2 separate regions of the Anser cygnoides genome follow, and region 2 is linked to region 1. Evidence: chromatin contacts called from public Hi-C data. All regions are on one chromosome and are shown on one strand. The core of a region is the stretch at or near the end of the contact, and the rest is flanking DNA. Distances in the headings are between cores, read along the strand shown. Region 1 overlaps NSMCE2 (NSE2 (MMS21) homolog, SMC5-SMC6 complex SUMO ligase). Region 2 has its middle 25 kb from the start of TRIB1.

Region 1 (5,542 bases), core at 2,442-4,941:
GATGTGGAATTTCCAAACTCTCAGAACTCTGAAGGGTGGCTTTACTGTCATCAAACCTAGGACCCATTTTACAGGGTCTATTAGGAAAGATTGCTAATGGGTTGGGCATATGACAACTGCTCTCACCAATGTGAGAGTTCATATAAAGCTTTTTTCATACCTAATGAGATAACTGGATGCAGCAAAAAACCTCTTGGCTCCACATCTCTGCAACATGCTGGAAAGCAACTGCACTATAGATTCATAGTGAGGCAATATGAAATAGGTTCTAAAAATAACATAAATATGACTCCGTTCTGTCTTTAACCTCAGATCCTATACTGAAGTGTTGATCCAACTGAATTTGATCGGTATTTTGCAAATAATTGTCATGTGTAGGATTTTATTTTTCTCTTAAAGTATCTATCAGTAAATATTTACTATAAATAGCCACTACAAGCAAGCTGTTGGAACGCTTAATGTGATTTTGATTATGTGCCTGCTGGAAAGGAGAGTTTAAATATGAACAGCAGGAAGTGGTAATAAATCAAATGCATGAAACTTAATGACAAGAATATTTGGGCAGAAAACTTTTGGTTCTGTTTCAAATGTAGAAATGTTTCTCTTTTCTATTAAGCTTGGAAAGGAAGGGTAGGTTGCTATACCCTTGCTGGTTATCTTTCTTTTTCCCATGCTTAGCAGTGCCACTCGGGGTTTTGCTGTACTGTAATCTTCCAGCCACAGCAGAGTGGCAGAGAAACAGTGACACTCAGACGGCTGAGACACTGGGGCTGCTTATTTTAAAGACAAGTACAGTTTTGGCACTGAAATGTGTTTTTCTAGGTCTCTCTTTCTCCTATTTGTATAATATCCCACACAGCCAATGCCTTTAAATTCTTCTGTACTGTGGATACTAACAGGGAATATATGAGCTGCCTCTGATGAAATGCTGTTTTGCAGTAATACCTATTGTGCAGATGGATAGCGGAGACCCAGAAAAACAAGATTTACTTCCACCAAAGTATTTTTGGGGACTCAGCTCTCATGGGTTTCAGTGGAAGTTAGGCACATCATTATCTTTGTGGGTCTAGGTTTAAGTGATTTGTACAGGAACTTTCAGAAAGTGTGTCAGAACAGAGAAATAAATCCATTTCTCTCCTGTCACAGGTTAATACTTTTTTCTTCTGAACAGTTCTTTCTCAACAATGTCTCTTCCTATTTTCCCCGGTCAGTCTGTCTCTACACATACCTTACAGCAGAACATATGCCCAGAGGGTACTTGCTGCTGGGTATCTCTGGCTACAAGCACCCCTGGTGAAATGTCTGTTCACCAAAAGTAAAGCTGTGCAGATGAAACTTATCCCTAATGAGCAGGGACATAATTTTCAGAATTAGAGCGGCAGAACCCATAAAGCTTTCAGAAAGCCTTTAAAGTATTTCTGTTCAGGTGGCGAACAAGTTGACATTGTTGAATTTCCTAAGTATGAGAATAATTTCAGTAGATGTACTATTGAACTACAGAATTAGTCTGGTCTCCTGACCCGTTGCAGAAAATCTGAAATTGTTGTGGATAATAAAGTCTTTATCAGATTTGGAAAAAATAAGTCCCTTTCAGTGGCATATGAGGAGCTTTTTATTTCAAAAAGCAAGTAAATATGGACAAGGAGAGGATAAAATAAAGAAGAGAAGTAACAAATTTCATCATAAAGGAAAGTCAGTTTAAGGTGACTTGGGAATCCACTCAGGAAAAAACAGGTGTAACATAATAACTTGTTTTACTAAGTAAATTATAAATAAATAAATAAATAAATAAACTAGATGAGAATTGAAGAACTGTGTGAACTGTGGTATGCATCACCTTAGATTAATTCAGGATAGCAGAGGTAAGTCTAGAGATAATGCCTGCAGAAAAGAGGACTTCAACATACGTAGACGTGCTTGGGCTCTGAGACTTGTGCCTGCAGACACGGGCAGCTGGGCACTGCCAGCCCGGATCCAGCCCATCACAGGCACCGGGAGTGAGCGGGGGGCTCCTGCTTGGCAACCGGCAGTCTCCAGTCCCACAGGATTTGGTATCACAAATCAATGTGTTTCAGAAGGGTGAAATAAGTCATTTCTTGTAAGATATTTTTTGTTTGCTATACCTCGAGTGCTGTGTTCAGCTTTGGGCCCCTCAGTACCAGAAGGACATCGAGGCCCTGGAGCGTGCCCAGAGCAGGGCTACGAAGCTGGGGAAGGGCCTGGAGCACAAGTCCTGTGAGGAGCGGCTGAGGGAGCTGGGGGTGTTTGGTCTGGAGAAGAGGAGGCTCAGGGGAGACCTCACTGCACTCTACAGCTACCTAAAGGGAGGTTGTGATGAGGAGGGGGTCGGCCTCTTCTCTCAGGTAACTAATGATACGACTCGAGGAAATGGCCACAAGTTGCGCCTGGTGAGGTTCAGGTTGGAAATGAGAAGACATTTCTTCTCAGAAAGAGCAGTCAGGCATTGGGACGAGTTGCCCAGGGAGGTGGTGGAGTCACCGTCCCTGGGGGTGTTCAAGGAAAGGCTGGACGTGGTGCTTAGGGACATGGTTCAGTGGGTGACACTGGTGGTAGGGGGATGGTTGGACCAGGTGATCTTGAAGGTCATTTCCAACCTTAATGATTCTGTGATTCTATGACTCTAAAGTACACGTCAGAACAAGGACTCAGCTCATGAGGTCAAACGGGTGTTACAGCCAGAAGGCTTTGTCATCCTGCACTTGTATTCTGAGGAATAACTCCAGGGAGGAGAGTTCTGACCTTCCCACGAAGAGATCCCGGCAGCAGACTAACTTCCTTCTGGAAAGCCTTCTGAATCCCATGCTTTTCTTCCCACATGCTTCAGAAGCAGAATTTCAGCCTAACCCTCTCCAGGCAGATGTCGCCTCATTTTGTTACTGACAAACTGAGGGAGGAGGAAGGCCCAAAACAATGAGTGTTTTCTTTTCTGTGTCCCCAGATTCAGACCTCTGACAGTACAGCAAGAGGAAAAGGATCATGTTAAAAATGAACAGAGAAACCTAAGAGATAATATACAAATTATACATCCTCTCCATGAATGCTGTATTCATCTGCAGGGATCTTATCTTCAAAGGGAAACAGTTGAAGTAACATTTAGAGAGAGGCAGGAAAAATTATTAAAGACACAGAAAAACTTTCTTGTATGTAGAAATCTAGACTGGAAATGAAATGAAAGAAGAGAGGACCATAAGATAATGAATCATGCCAAGGAAACAAATTAGAGAGTGCTATTTACTCTTACTCCTTATTTCAGATAGAGATGTACTCTGCAGCATTCAGGTAGATTTTATTTAAACCTGCAGAGTGGAAAACTCTTCATTTTAAATGCAGCAGCTTAAAGCAATTCAATATAAAAGAGGTGTTTTTGGAATACCTCCTCGAATAAAAGTAAAAGGTATTCTGAAAACCCAGAAGCAAAGCCTTTACCAAAAAATTCAAAGATCGAATAGGAAGAAATCTCATGATAGGTTTTTAAAGGCAAGAAGACTTTAGACCTCAGTCTACCATGTTAAATAGCCAAATATTCAGATTGAAAGTGTTCATTACATATGTGGGAAAAGGAGACTTATAAATAATTCCAAGAAATGCTCAAAAATTAACACATGAATGATTTGGGGTCACATCTGTAAAGGTATCCACATTATTAAAAGCAGATCTCATCCAAAAAGAGTTAGTGGAGAACAGTGCTGCAAGGAAATTATTCAAGACTCTTGTTAACATCAAAACTATTGAGAGAAAAAAAAATATTCTGCAGTGAATAGAGAAAAAGGTATATTCGTCAACAGTGATTACAGATGACAGAAATAGTTCTGGCTCAGTTAGCAAGGTGTGTGTGTGTGCAATCATAAATGCAGGGGTGAATTTAGTAACAGGGTAATGATCACCTCCAATTCGGTGATGGCTACCACACTGCTGACAAGCGTGCAGCTGGAGCGTGATTACAAAAGTGTTCGATGTCCTTTCAGTCCACAGAGCAGCAGGTTCAGGTGACATGCTGAGTCACAAGTTTTACAGGAAATCAGTGAGGAAACAAATGAACCTTTAACTGACGTTATAGATGTTCGCTGGGTTAAGAAAACTATTGGAGGGTTAAAAAGAGGAAAACAACATCGTATTTCTTAAAACTAAGATCCACCTTATAAATCGAAGACAAGGGAAAATAATTCAATATCATGATTTCTCCTATGAAACCTGCAAATACGACAAACATTTGTGCTGTAGAAGTTCTGTGAGCAATGTCAATAGCACTGTTTACTGAAGTGTTCATGTTCATATTTGTATTTCACTTTGTAGAAACTCATCTCACCTACCTGTATTTTCGAGTCTGCTAACTTACTAAGCACACTTCTAGTATTGTTTGGGGGTTTTCTTGAGTGATTGCTTTGTTGTTCCTATTGTGTTTATTTTCAAGTTCCTCCCCACCCACCAATCTGTTTCCATAGCTATACTATTCATATTTATGTATGTATTTATGATTTTTATAGGCGAATGTGTTCTGTTCATCTCACTTAAGATTGGTATACCATTAGAGTGGGTACCGCATATACACATAGTAAGAAATAGCACCTGCTGAGAACAGATTATAGTCTAGGTGCAGAAATTCAGTACTATTCCTAATTGTTCCTAATTTTTATAAAGCAAAATCCCCAAAACTGTGGTAATGGCCAGATCTCCTGAGTCCCAAATTATTGCTTTACCACAAGATTGATGTGAGCCTTGGGGTGCTCTTCGGGAGAAATATTGATGGCCTCTACTCATGTTTTGTTGTTGTTGTTTTTTAATTATTATTTTTACTGTGTGATGGTTGGAGAACAGAGTGATGAAAAAGGTTCTTGTTTGGTTTTGTAAGTAATTAGTATTACACACTTTGAGTCCTATATTAAAGTAATACTGTTAAAACAAGATGGAAGATGTTGAATGGAAGACCCAAATCTCAATTAACCAAGCAAAACCACCCTGTCAGGAGCTGTAGGACAGAACTGAGAGTAACGTAAATTATTTTCTTTTAAAGTTAACTCATTAGATTGAAGAGGTTTTATTAAAATAGAGAAGCAAAATGTGATCATGTGCTATTTACTCATTTTTAGCAGAAGTTTCATTAAGCATACTTTATTTCATAAGTACTTGGAAGTGAGGTTTCACATCCTTTCTGAGTCTTTTGAAATATGGGCTCTTTTTGACATGGTAAATATCCAGCAGTCCCTTTGTCTAGCAGCACTTTTATTATTTTACTGTACAGAAACTATTAGAATTAGGGATTTTATTTTGAAGCAGAAAGATCATCTTCTGTAGGAGTGTAATGGAGGGCATCTGTAAAGTCTTCCCTGGGTTGCAGCAGAGTTTCTGCTCTTCTAATCTCTCTTGAACCTTCATCCATCACTATTCTCACTGTGAGATTCCATGTTTGGATGGGGTTTTTAGGATGACAACCAGCCCATTACTTGGTTATTTTCTTTCACTGCCACTGTTTATGTTTTTTTTTCTTCTGACTACATACAACTCCATTAAATAGTTTATTTTG
Region 2 (5,333 bases), core at 2,522-5,021, 66 kb after region 1:
TGAGTAGTTTCAGAGCCCACCTGCCCCTGGACGTCCTCTAAGAGGGCCTGGCAGAATTCACCCATTTTCCCAGAAACTACATAATTTCTTCCTATGCAGAGGATGGGCTCGCAGTTCTTGGTTGAGATAAGCAAGGCGTCACCTTGCTGCTGGCTCCGCGGTGCTGCTGTTGGATGCACGCTCATGAGCTACACTTCACAGAAAGATGGTAAATCCTCCTCCCTAAGCTCAAGTACATATTTCAGGGGGAATCACCCTTCCTGGAAGCATCACACTACAGCCACACTACAGTACAGCCGCACTGTACCTGTAACTAAAATTTAGGTGAGATCAAAGTGTGTCTATTAGTGCTACCTCCTGATGGAAATCGTTCCCTGTGAGAGCACGCAGAGGGTCCTGACTCCCATGTATTTCCTCTAGGAAAAGCTAAACCAAAGCTTCAAGAGCACTGGAGTGCCAGGGGAGTCCTGGAACAGTGGCTTTTCTGTTTCCACCTGGTACACAGACACCCCACCTGGTAGGACACTTCCCTGTTTCCAAATAACCCTAATTACTCTGGGTGACTTTGGAAGCACTGGAATTAGAAGGAGTAATGAGCAGACTCAAAATCCATCCTTCTCCGATGCTGTAACCCTAGGTTCACCAGCTGATGTTACCAAGCACACGATACACAGCAGCAGCAGAAGCCTTGGAGATGACAGTGCAGCTGTGCCAAGGGGTCAGAGCTGGCAGTCCTCATCTGGGTTCAGACCTCCCAAAAACACCTTGGCAGTAGAGGAGGACATCAAGAGGCTCGGTGCTGAGCTCAGGAGAGATGAAACATCTTTTCCTTGTGAAAAAGCAGTGGGATGCAGAGACTCGAGGGGAGCCTGGGGGACGAACTGCCCCAGAGGTGACAGTCACAGCACCACAGACACAGGAGGGGGCTTAGGTGGATGTGGCTCCACAGCTGAGATCAGAAGTTTTGCAGGAGCAGAACCTATGAATAAATGCAAGGGATGTAACAAGCACCTTGTGAGACCATGAATAGATGAGCAGTGGCTATGGCTGCAGTGTCGAGCGGTGAGCATGCTGGAGCAGGAGGCTCTTTTTTTGCTATGACCATGCTGTGTAATTTTTCCAGATTGCTTGGTGCTGCTTTTTCTCATCACTGAGAAAAATTTCAATAATTTTCAAAGGGCATCATAAAGGGCAAAGACTCTCTCTTATTTTTTGTATGAAATACGTTTTGCAATATAAAAATAATTCTGATGCCTATGGCAAAATATCATGCTGATTCACTCGTGGATCAAGGACAACTCAATCTGGTTGATGCCGACAGCTTCAAGATTAATTAAGTTTGTGCTGCTGAATGCTCTTCAGTCACTGATTCAGCCAGCATTAACCAAGGGCTCTCCCAGACACACATCTTCATGTGGTGGTCAGACCCACAAGGCTTCCAATGGCACAGAAATAGCTGGGGGAGCTCCACGGGTGGGTTGTGCAGCCTGTGTTGAGCTCTGGCAAACTCCGAAACAGAGATACCTGTGCTGCTCCAACGTGGACATGTCCCAGCCATGCTGGCTGGGGGCTGCATGCTCAGAGGACACCGGCATGGAGCGAGGGCAATTCCATGGCGTGGAACGAGGTGCAGCAAAGATCTGGCTAGCTCCAGGTTGGAGAAGTCAGGCTGTATTTACATGATGTTGTCCACGAGCTCCCAAGCCCCAACTCTTGGCAGCTACGGCCTGATTTGTCTAGACTGCATCTGGACTCGACCTGGCTCCCCGCCAGCCTGAATGAATCTCTCAACACCACGCTTCCCACACGTCCAATCCTGGGATTAGCATGGGCAGAGAGAGCTCCCATCTATCTGCAGCAGCCAAAGCAGTCAGTCCTGTAGATGTTGATGCTGGAGTTGCTAGAACGCTTTTCTCCCAAACCCTTTGAAGCAGACGCATCTTGTTTTACATTTGCAAGGGATGCCTGTCCTTGACTGGCATGCCTTGGCGATACTGCAATGTAAATACTAACAACATGCCTATAAATACATATTTTCTAGCTGCTGAGCCAAAAGTGAACAAGGTCCATAGAGAGGCATAGAGACGTTTCACTGGTTTTACAGTGAGACATTTATTTTTGTTCTGAATAAAAAAAAATACAATCTAACAGAAAGACTTCAGGTCATAATTGACTCTCAGACTATGTCCATATTAGTATACTAAGCAGCATGCATTCCTGGGCCCTATACACAATCATCCATGCTATTTAGTACTTAAAATGTTCCATTGTGCAGTTCTGGCCAGTGTGAACTAGTAGGCTCCCAAACAATTCCCAGGCATGGTTGTTTGGGAGTCAACACAGTTTGTTCAGCTTACAGTGGGCAGGTTGGATATGGCTACCTTGTTTTGATGGACAAGGGAATTTAACTGTACGGACATGGTGCTCCATGCCAGCTGGCCTCAGGGCCAGAAATGGTCCCAAGCACATTTATTTTACTGTATAGGCATAGCCTTTGGTTGGACCACTTAGTTAAGTGTGTATAAGCAGGTAATTAGGATTGCACAATTGTTGCTTGGATTAATTTTGAAAGCCAGATCTTTAAAAGAGGGTGGGTGCTCAGCACCCAATACGCACCCTCTTTTAAAACAGAAGCAGTAATTGAGTGTAATAAGCACTTGAAAACCTAGCCCCAGGGGTCTATGTAAGGCTGGTAGAATTCAATAGGAGTAGTTGACTTGGCTATTTCCATGGTGGTTTGGGTTGGGTTTTTTTGTTTGTTTGTTTTATCTTTATGGCAGTTTTTGAAATTTGTGGCTTATTGTGGCTGGCCAAATGGATGTGAAAGTAAAGAAAACAGGCTCAACATTTTTCTTCAGAGAAAACTGCCAAGCTAGAAAGTGGAATCCTTGAGAGTCCAGAAGGAAAAAAGAACACGAATGGTCAAAAATGAAGGCCTGCAGCTATTGGAGCATCATCAGTTCTGGCTGCTGGAGGCCTGGTCCACAGCACTATGATCATGGAAGCAGGTGATTTTAAGTGATAATTTAGATAGCGTTAATTAGCTCTCTTAAAACAAAACACAACAAAACAAAGCAAAAAAACCCACCTTACATTTTTCATTAAGAATCATAATAGGATTTCTTTCTCTAAGCAAAATACTTTTTTTCGTATTTCTTCAGCTTATTAAATTACCTAATGTTCTTTAACCTACATTAGGTTAATAGCAAGGGAGATTTTAAATGGAACTGGATGTGATTTAGCATGTTTTCCCTTCATCAGTCTGATTACTTGGAGACCACATTCCTCAAACTCTTTCCTGCTGTGTTGGTCATTCAGCATAGCCCCAGGACTGGGATAAATCCTGGATTACAGTACGTTTCTGTCAGACTCATGACCCTGCATGTAGCTGCAGACACTCTAGTTGGGCTTTTGACCCCTTTTATTGGGAACCATGGTGTTAGTGTCAAATTCTTGAAAGTGTTCTGCAGTTGCAGTTGGCTCTATCTTAAGTGGGCAGACAAGGTTGAGGGTTTTCTGATTCAGTTTATCTGTCTGCAAAATGAATATAATGCTGATTATCATGCACAAAATCTTATTCTGTATATAGAGCCTTTCCTCCCTCCTTGTAGGGTCTCAAAACCTATTGAAAATGTCACAAATAGTTCCCAGAGGTCACTTTATCTCCTGCTGAAGTACAGCCAGCTTTGGAGTGATCTGAGGCAAATATTTAACATTCCAGAGCAACAATTTAGGCTAGGAAGTGGAAAGGAAAGCCTCGTTCAATTGAAACTAGAGAGAGATGTCAGATAGGCGGGATGTAAATACCTAAATTGTGCTTTGATTAATTACAGCTACCTCCCTGAGGTAGTCATAAGCTCGGTCACCTTTTATAAACAGTCATAAGAGGAAAGGAACTATAGAAAGGGAATTCCAGAATCATCCTTCGCAAACATGAATGAGTTAAACACTATCTGATAAGAAGGCAGTGTTTTGGGTTTTATTTTCAAAACATCCCATGTGTAAATGAGTAATGCAACGTTCAACCTCTTGAGCAAGTGGCCATGTACATAACAAGCTGTTTACTCAAGATACTTCCATCAAACACTATCAGGTTGCCTAACTAAGTTTGCAAGCAAATGTTACAAGACCCCCATTGCAACAGGTACCGACTGCAAAGGCCTCACACAAAAGTCTAAGAAAGGATTAAAGCTAAATGTGACACAGCTAGATAGTGGGCATTGACGTACAGAAATGTTATCTCTGGGAAAACAGGGGCCGGTGACAGTCAGGCTGCTGGAAAATAAAGCCTGTCAGGGAGCCAGCAAGTGTAATACTGGAGGGAAAACCTGCCAGTCAGGGGAAAGGTGAGAGAGGGGAAAGGTTTAGTGGGAGATTTTGCCCTTTTCTGAGACTGATTATATCCTTCACAGCACATAGCCTGGAGCGATTTGATTTGATTTGACTGCTCAAGGCAGTCTGGCCTGGAAGTACATGTACTCTGCAAGAGCATGCACGATTTGCTTTTAAAATTACATCTGATAAATGACACCCATGATAAAACGTACCAGTTTATCTCAAAAAAAAAAAAAAAAAAAGCAAAAGCAAAAGCAGAGCGGTAATCAGGAGAAAAGTTCATAACAAAATGCCAGGATATAGATATATTATTCTGAAGCCAATTACTCTCCAGTACTGGAAATCTAAGATACCTGCATATTAAAATTCTTAGTTTTTCCATGTTTTGGCACAGGAGCCATCAATTTCTGCTAGTCAGACATTATTCCCCAAGTGCTGACATTTAGAGGTAGGCATTTTGAAGGTGTTATTCAAATTTACCCATACATTAGTAGGTCAATGCCCTCTGTCCTAATCAAAACAGGAAGGGATAACTCATGCATCAGAGACTTGGAGCTGGGACAAGAGTCTCAGAAACCTGGTCAGTACTGAGGTTCCGATCTGAAGCTTTGATCCATCTGCATCTTTGACACATCTTTTTTCTCTCTAGTCTCTCCCATGAAGTAGCCATCCTTTCGGCAACATTAAAATCAGATAAATGTTTAAAATGAGGATTATAGGTGTGGAGAAGGAAGAGATGGAATCATGACCACTTTCCATATCCTGGAAAAAATCTGGAAGAAATATCAAACAAACCACCTGCAAGCACAAGAGATGAGCAGCAGTCAACATGGAGTTGTTAAAAGCAACTCACATAAAATCAATCTTTCGTTTTATAGTAGGGTAAAAGGTTTAGGGAATGGGGAGAGTTTCCATCTCAACTTTTGTCTTAACATAGTCCCATATGACAAGCAAATATGCTCTAGAATAAATTACTGATGTTGTAGCTAGCTTGTTTC

Evidence for each region. A called contact is a pair of places that touch in the nucleus more often than the background predicts.
Region 2: a contact with region 1 is called in a Hi-C map of liver, with 4 times the contacts expected there. The contact joins two enhancer-like sites. A contact is called at or near these places in 2 of 7 Hi-C or Micro-C datasets (both in liver).

The regions. Positions count from the first base shown.
Region 1 is chr2:152,256,325-152,261,866 of Taihu_goose_T2T_genome, forward strand. The region is part of intron 5 of NSMCE2 (NSE2 (MMS21) homolog, SMC5-SMC6 complex SUMO ligase); the gene reads left to right. Among named protein-coding and RNA genes, the nearest start is that of TRIB1, 41 kb to the right of the region's middle. Within about 2 kb of position 3,692, at least 2 of the 3 cell types and tissues checked have open chromatin away from gene starts, as enhancers often do. A contact at or near this core is called in liver, where this site is marked.
Region 2 is chr2:152,322,495-152,327,827 of Taihu_goose_T2T_genome, forward strand. No RefSeq gene overlaps it. Among named protein-coding and RNA genes, the nearest start is that of TRIB1, 25 kb to the left of the region's middle. Within about 2 kb of position 3,772, at least 2 of the 3 cell types and tissues checked have open chromatin away from gene starts, as enhancers often do. A contact at or near this core is called in liver, where this site is marked.